2 separate regions of the Triticum aestivum genome follow, and region 2 is linked to region 1. The links are chromatin contacts, called in public Hi-C maps. All regions are on one chromosome and are shown on one strand. The core of a region is the stretch at or near the end of the contact, and the rest is flanking DNA. Distances in the headings are between cores, read along the strand shown.

Region 1 (4,205 bases), core at 978-3,477:
CTATAAATCAAAAAAGAAATACCTGCTGATGAATTGGTGCTCCACCATATGCAACACAAGCCTTAACACCAGTCTGGTATGCAAATTTCTTTGCTTCTTCATGAATCTGAGAAACAAAAAAAATATCATATAAGAAACAAAAACAAAATAAACAAGAGCACCCCAAATAAAACCAAAGCAGTCACCTACTTGGACGGATAGCTCGCGAGTAGGAGATAATATCAGAGCAAGAGGAAATGCAGTCCTAGCTCTAGGCCTCTGTGGTGGCCTTGACTTAAGGATCCCACTGATGATCGGGAAACAAAAAGCAGCTGTCTTCCCAGACCCAGTCTGAGCGCAGGCCATCAGATCCCTGCCTCCAATGACAATCGGAATGGCATGCCGCTGCACAGGTGTAGGCCTCACATACTTGCACCTCCGTATATTCTCATTCAGTGCATCACCCAAGTCAATCTCTGCAAACGTGTTGACTGCTGCAGGCACATCGTGGCCACTTGTCTCCACAGGAATGTCCTCATAGGCATCAAAATTGATACCTGTGTTCTGTTGACTCTCAAAGTCAACATCAACAGCCGCCGGCTCACTATCGCCAAAAGGGTTTGGTTCACGGTCCCTGCGGTCCCCCCACCCACCAGGGCGGGAGTTCCAGCCACCACCGCCGCCACCAACAGCACCACGTCCACCACCACCCTGGCGGACAACACCTACGCCAGCGCTAGGAGCACCAGGAGGGGCAGCCCAGCGAGTGCCACCAACAGCGGCTGCGTACCCACCAGCAGGCTGCACAGCACCTGAGGGGTATGCGCCAGCTGGTGTTGGAGCTGCAGCTGGCACTTGGTTCTCTGGTGAGCGGCCACCACCACGGAGGTGAGGAGGGACGTAAGAGCTGCGAGTGGGACGCGAGTTCTGGTGATTGGCAACAGGGGCGGGAGCAGCACCAGTCGCGGGCGCCGATTCCTCGGCGTTCGCAACTGAATCAGCCCATGAAGATCGCATAATTTTGCACAAAACCTTTGATGAAAGTGCTACGGCTGAACGCTAAAACCTGTGAATATCAGGAACAGCTATTCAGTACAAAAAGTAGACCACGACAATATGTTACCAGTAATAAATACAGAATCTGAACAAAAAGAAGTGCTTCAGGTTAGAAATATTTTTGCTTTGGCAAGGTATAAGAGCAGTTATATGATTGTATCAAACACATGTGTAATGCAGATTCAGGTCAAATCCATGATATATGCTAACATATATAAACCGAATCGTAAGTTCAAGCCCAGAAGATACAATAGAATCTACACTAACAAAAGCGGTTCAATTAGGATGGTCCTCTGCGAGACAAGCTACCTAGATTTTGCTCATACGCACTGTAAACTACCAACAAAACCCTAAGCATGAAGCCTCTTAATGTAATCTGCAAGTCTAATACTTACTCCCTATACCTAGAAGCAGAAGCACACACGTCCCAGATTCAAAACAAAAGCTGTACACAGGCGGCACTGTCATACTAGAGTAGATCTACGTACGGAGAGGAAACACGCTAACATAACAAGCAGAGATCTCGTCCAAACACAAAACGCCATCTATGAAAACAGCTAGTAAGATGCCCTGAACGCACCAACCGCACCAAATTGCGGCGGAAATCTCGCATACACAAAGATGAAACGCGGCATGCAAGGTGGGAAACCCCGCTAAGCTTCTAGATCGAACCACTGCGAGAGGGAAACCGGGCGCACTACTGCGCACAGGATTAAGCGGCAGCGGCATGTCGCGCTAAACCTTGGCCGGGAGAAGCGCTTGCCTCGGTTAAGGAAAAATCGAAAACCCTAGGAATCTAGCGGCCCTGCGGCGCCGGAAACCCGCCGACAGCTAGAAAACCCCGAGAACAGCAAGCAGCCTAGCGCGACGGCGAGCCCGGCCAAGCTCCCACGGGAGAACAAAACCACGGGAACTGATTGGATCGGGCGGAGGCGCCGCCCAGATCGGCGCGGGGGAGGAGGAGATCGGGGAGGGGAGCTGACCTGCGGCGAGCGAGCGGGAGGGAGCGGGTCGGAGTCGGCGGGGCTGGGGGCTGCGGGGGGCGGGTGTCGGGAGAAACCCTAGAGAATCGGGGGGAGAGGAGAGGAGATCGAAGGTTGAAGGGGGGAAGGTGGGGGGAGAGGAGCCGAAGGGAGCAAGGAAAAGCTGCGGGTGGAGGAAGGGTGCACGCACCTGGCTCGGCTTGGCTAGGGTAGGGAGAGGAGGCTGGAGGCGCCCCAAAATATCTGCCTGCCAGCCCTTTTTCTGACTTGGCCGGCCCGCAACGCGTGCGCGCCGCGGCCTCTGTGCGTGACGGTGGTGCGGCTGGTGTCCGGGCTGGATTCCTCCCTCCGGCCGCGTCATGGGCCCCTCCTCTCCCGCGAGACGTGTGCCGCTCGACTTTGCAACTTCGCAGTGCGTGTGTTCGTTTTTTTTTTTTTTGGCTACGGACCTTTTCTTTTTTTGCGTTGATGAGAAAGGGGTTCCGTGCAAGGTTTGGAAAAGAAAATTCCAGGGAATAAAAATATCAGTTCTCGTATGAATTTGCGAACCAACTTTTTTGGATGATTAAAGGGACTGTGGTATACTTGTCCCACCAGAGTTCAAATCTTGGTGCTCACATTTATTTTTGAATTTATTTTAGAATTTCCGGCGATGCGATCTTATGATGATATGTCGGCTCCGTCTTTCGGAGGTGCTCATAAGGGTAGGGTGGCGTGTGTGCGTTCATAAGGGTGAATGTATGCGCATGTATATGAGCGCTTGTGTGTTAAAAAAAATGTTTTTTTGCTAATTCTTGCTCTCTTTTTCGTTGGCGTGGGCACATGTGTTTCTTTCTTCGTGGCCGTCCAAAGGCATCGCTTCTGAATTGGAATGGCATCTCACCTACATGCTCATCTTGTTCCCAAGGGCTGCGTATATCTGACTCTTATGTGTTGGTTATCAACTACAAATTGCATTTGTCTTGCTCTGGATATGGCGACGTGCCGATACGCCAAGCTAGATGATTTGTGTTTTTTTGGTGTGAGTGTTTGAACCTAAAAAATATATTATTTTACAGTTTACATCAAAGCTGTTGATAATACTGGTTTTGCAAGCAATTTCAAGCGGTGTTCCGCCTTGTTAAGCGTTTCACGTCCTAACTTGGCATCTACACGTCACGCTAGTTAGTTTTTTTTTTTTTTTGCGGTCAGAGCATCTCCAATAGATGGTTCAAAATTTGGCGGTCCAAAACCGAAGATGTAAAATTTGGACCGCCAAAAAATGCGTGGAGCTCCGAAAAAACTCAACTCCAACATATGGTCCAAAAGAGCAACTTCAATAGATGGTCCAAAATGAAAATGAAAATTTCTTAAAACGACAAACTACCAGTCCATTCAACATAGTTTAAACATCAAATTCAACATAGTTTCATACATGAACTTCAACTACTACTTATTCAAACTACTAGATAAACTACTCCTCATCGTCGGAGTTGCGGAACTGCTCCCAGAACTCGTCCTTCTCCACGTCGTCGCACCCCTCCTCCTCCTCCTCCTCCTCCTCCTCCGAGAAGTCTGCCCAGTCCTCCTCGGAAGAGGACTCGATGGGGATCACCGTCGAGGGACCGGCCTCGTCCTCCTTCTTCTTTTGCTCCGCCTCACGCTTCCAGTAGTGCTCCAGCTCGGCCTGGACGTACTCCGGATGCTCCCGAGCAAACCTTGCCATCGCCTCCTCGTCGGTCTCGCCGGCATTGACGACAACCGACGGCTTCTTCGTCGTGATCTCCTTCATCTTGATGCCCTGCGGCACAAGCATCTCCGCTTCCACCCGACTCTCGATCTCTGGGAAGTTGAGGTGCTCCCGAGGCCTCCCGGCACGCCACACCGTCACGTCGTAGGCACGCGCGGCCTCATGGGCGGAGGGGTACGTGCCGACCCACCAACGCCTCCCGGCATCGGAGAACTCCACTCCCCAGTTACCGGAGGGCTTCTGCCTCACGCCGAAGAAGCCCGACTTGCCCTTCGGCGTCTTCTTCGGCGCCATCGAAGAGCGGTGAGAGCGGTGGAGCAGCGACGGCGGCCGGACGGAGCGGTGGCGGACGGAGCCGGGCGGGCGAAGCTGCGGGGCGGTGGCGGATGGAGCCGAGCGGGGTGGAGCTGCGGGGCGGTGGCGGACGGAGCCGGGCGGGGCGGAGCTGCGGGGCGGTG
Region 2 (4,205 bases), core at 916-3,415, 410 kb before region 1:
GGATTATCCCATGCTTACAAGTGAAGACATATCACGTGTCCCGTGCCAATGTGCCACGCGACCAATTTTTTTTTTGAAGGAAACCAAAGATATAATTGGACACGGAGTTTCTGTGCACGAGCGCGTCGGCCCACGACAGTTCTTTTACATTTGTTTTCCTTCTACTGCCAGGCATTTTATTTTACATTTTCTTAGTTACGTTTATATTTCCAAAATGCTCTAAATATAAAATATTTATGAACAAATTAATTTGTGTAGTTTTCAAAACATTGTTCACCACATATTATAAAAAATTGATAATGTAAATTTTTTCTTCTAGTGTTTATCAAAATGCCATAAAAAATGTTCATGTAGTGTTTTGTTCGCAGAAATTCAAGAAAATGTTCTCACCACTCAAAATAGAAAATTAATGAACGTTGAAGTTTTTCACAAGTTAAAAAATTACTTTTTGTGAAATTTTTCAAAAATCTTCACCATGTATTAAAAAACGTCCAACATGTGTAAATGGACAACATGTATTAAGAGAATCTTGAGTGTGCTCTTGAAAATAATTGAGCATGTATTTTAACAAAATGTTCAAGGGATATCTGAAAATATTTCACATGCATTTGGAAAAAAATTAGTGCATATTCAATTTTTTATGAACGTGTATTTGAAAAATGTTAAACATGTATTAAAAAAGTTTAACCTGTATCAATAAAATGTTCAGCCTTTATACAGAAAATATACAGTGTATATTAAAAACAATTGACTTTTATTTAAAAAACTTTAGCATGTTTTTTGTAGGGACCGTGTTACTCATCATGATTTGTATCCACTTGATGTTATATTTTGCGTTAATAAAAACACCTTTGACAGAGAAAAATGTATTTGAAAGAGCTAATAAAACTAAAATATAAAACTAGAGAGAAAAACCTATGAAAACCATAAAGATGAATACAGAAAAGGACAAACAAAAAAAATCATGTGGGGGAAGGTTCCATGAGCCGATGCAGAACTTTCCTAAAACCACCTATGTACTCCCTTCGTTCCAAAATAGATGATCCAACTTTATACTAACTTTAGTACAAAGTTGAGTCATCTATTTTGAAACGGAGGGAGTATGTATTAGTTGGGCTAGCCCATCCTACCGCTTGCCTCCTGCGAGAAAAAACTCGGTCTTGCGGTAAGTGAGATATAGCTCTTGCATGGGTGATATATAGCACCGGCGCCATCACTGGACTTTGGGTCTGGCAATAGGCAAGAAATAGGTTCTCACATGGGAGAGATTCAGCACCGGCGTCAACACTGGATTAGGCTGCTCCAGTAAAAAGGAGTGATTTTTCTCGGTGGATCCTATATGAAGCCCGCGGGCCTCATATAGTTGCCACGACGCCAACTGGGGCACGCCGAGTGGACCGGCCAGTTGTGTTTTGTCCTTTGGTTTTCTGTTTCATTTTTTCATACCTTTTTTGTTATAGTATTTTGTTTTGGGGTTTTCATTTTTTCTGATTTTCCTAGATTTTTGTTTCTGTTTTCAAGTAACTCCAGAATTTCTAAAAATATTCATCATATGTTATATAAAAGATATGTATTTCCAAAATGTTCATCATGTAATTTAAAAATGGTCATCCTAAACCAAAAAAATGTTTAGTATGATTTTTGAAAATGTTCAGATTATTTTAAAAAATTATTTAACACAAGTTTAGAAAATGTTCAGTTCATGTTTAAAAAATATTCACCATATATAAAAACGTTCACGTGTACTAAAAAGATGTTTTAAAATTTCTTAAAAATCGGAACTTAAAGAAAATGATTGAAAATTCTATTTTTTTATGAAATGCTCTGAATGTGCAAAAGTTTCCTGATTTAATATATAAAATTTTCCTGATTTTAATATATAAAAAACGGACTAATGATTTTTTAGGCAAAGTAGTTTTTTAGGATCTTCAGGCATAGTACTATGTGGCATCTCGCTGTTGGCCGGCCCACTTGGTGTTGCCCTGTGCGAAAGCTCAACTATTGGACGCCAATGGGCGTCTAATAGGAGCACTCGATTTTCTCAGTTTTTGTGACAAAGTCCATTTTCTCAGTTTTTTTTAGGGGTACTCGATTTTCTCAGCTGTATCTTTTTTTTATGTGATTCTGAGTTTTTTTTTGAGGGGTATGTGATTCTCAGCTATATCTTGGTTCACGATTCTGCTACGAATTAGTGTCCCCCAAATTTTCCCCAGACGGCCACACGCCACCGAAACCAGATCAAGAAACTGGACCAGTTGCGTCCGTCGCCGGGTTGGACTCCACCTGCCGGGATCGATCTGCTCCCGCCGGCCTTCCGGCGTGTTCCATCGATGGGATACTGGTTCTTCGGCGGCCACGGCGGCTTCTATATACCCTCCTATGACGGGAGCCAGCCTCGACCCGCTGGCCCTCACCGGCCGTTGCTGTACGATGAGCAGATCCGCCGGATGGAAGAAGGCGTACGGCCACCGGCCAACCCCACAGCCTGGAAATACTTCAAGATCTTCACTAGGGTACGCACTAGACAGAACCCCTTCCAGTTATCCTTCCACTGCCCCCTCTAAATTATCCCTTTTCTTTCACGGCCTTCCTTTTGCTTCTCTGAATTATCTTTCCTATAGTATAACGTGCTTCCTCCGTAATAATCTACAGTATATCAGATCATAGATAGAAAACTCAGATGATTGATTCTCCGCTCGTGCATTTACTTCTTTATTAATCACGCATCTATCCATGGATTTCAGTATCATTCGCTCGCTCGTGCATTCAATCCTTCAACTACGCATCAGTCCATGGATTTCGGTAATTTGTCGTGCTTGCTTACAACCTCGCTGTGTATATGGTTTTTGCAGTGTTTCATGGCCGCGATGAGCATCGCGATGATGGCCTCGATATTCGTGGCGCGATATTTCGGTTCGGAACCTCAGGTGCAGGATCCCTATATTATGATGGGACTTATCGTCTTTGCTCTCATACCAGTGGGATTCGGCTTCATAATAACAGGAGATATAGAGACCCAGGACACGCGTGCTCAAGGGGAGGCACTGTCAAGCCGGAGCCATGGATTTGAGGATCTTCGTGCCGATATGGCTAGGATTTGTGCATTTCTCGAGATACGCTAACTAGTTACTCTCTTGGATGGAACTGCTTCTCATAGAATGCGTCTTGTTTATCTAAGATTGCATCAGTTATTATTTTCTTGAGGTGAGGCACACTTGTAATTACCGCTGTACACAGAATGAATACGCAGCAATTATTATTTTCTTCAATAAATCAGTAGGAGCACTATACCTTTCTTATGGAAGAACAGATTTACTATTTCACATCTAGAGGTGAATTATTATCTCACATCTAACTTCCAAGCCGTTTGATGAAAAGCATCACGATTCGTGTTCAGCCACCGTAAGAAAAAAAATCTACCTAGGCAGCTCCCGCTCGTTCTTATCCTTCGCTTCCGAGTATGTCCCCCGGTGGTCGAATTGCTATGCCAGGCTCGCACGGGCTGTTTTTCTTCTCACGTCTTCTCATGGGCTGTTGTGTCAGCATCTCTCCTACACTGAACCATTCGTCAGATAAGCAACTGGAGAGCGAGGAACCTGAAGCTACAAGACTTGGCGCTCCACTACAGGCCTCAAGGCCCAGTCGCGCTAAGAAACCTCCCCAGTGGCTTGCAGGCCCAGACTGGGCCCGCTATGGGATGTAACTGAGATCAGTATAAGAGAGAGTGATGCTTCTTCGTTTTGGCTTGGCTAGGCTTTGGTAGAGGCTTCGGCCGATCTGAGAGATTGCTTGTAATTTCATACTTGCTGTGAGGGAGGATGGGCGGAACATCAATCATATACCACAATTCATCTTAGATCGAGAGATTCGTGGCCTGTATCTTACAATTGGCATCAGAGCCGTTCGTCCTGGAGATTCCCCACCACCAGTACTCGACTCGGTTCAAGGCGCGGCGGCGGGACGAGATCATGGAGGATTTGTCGGACGAAGCCCGTTCGATCTACGATCTACTCAAGGGGGACATGGCCGGCACCATCGACAAGCGCCTCAAGGACCAGAGGAACGATCTGGTGCAAGCTGTACGCAAGATGCTCGACGAAACGTCGACCAATTTGGAAGGCGTCATCACAAGACAAGTAGACGCAATCAGGGAGGATCTCATGGGTGAGATCAACCAAGTGAAGGCAGAGGTGGAGAAGATCAAG

What was found. Hi-C and Micro-C count contacts between places; a contact is called where the count stands out from the background.
Region 2: a Hi-C map of leaf shows a contact between it and region 1, with 5 times the contacts expected there. The contact joins the promoter of LOC123117320 here to the promoter of LOC123113829 in region 1. A contact is called at or near these places in 1 of 5 Hi-C or Micro-C datasets (leaf) and 1 of 1 datasets of contacts at active chromatin or transcription factors (leaf).

The regions. Positions count from the first base shown.
Region 1 is chr5B:639,352,490-639,356,694 of IWGSC CS RefSeq v2.1, reverse strand. LOC123113829 (DEAD-box ATP-dependent RNA helicase 37) reads right to left here and starts at 2,227. Exons shown (of 7, transcript XM_044535142.1): 1 at 2,019-2,227; 2 at 190-1,045; 3 at 23-106. The coding sequence starts at 996.
Region 2 is chr5B:639,763,494-639,767,698 of IWGSC CS RefSeq v2.1, reverse strand. It overlaps LOC123117320, which reads left to right and starts at 2,165. Exons shown (of 2, transcript XM_044538098.1): 1 at 2,165-2,513; 2 at 2,853-3,212. The coding sequence starts at 2,331. The coding sequence ends at 3,122.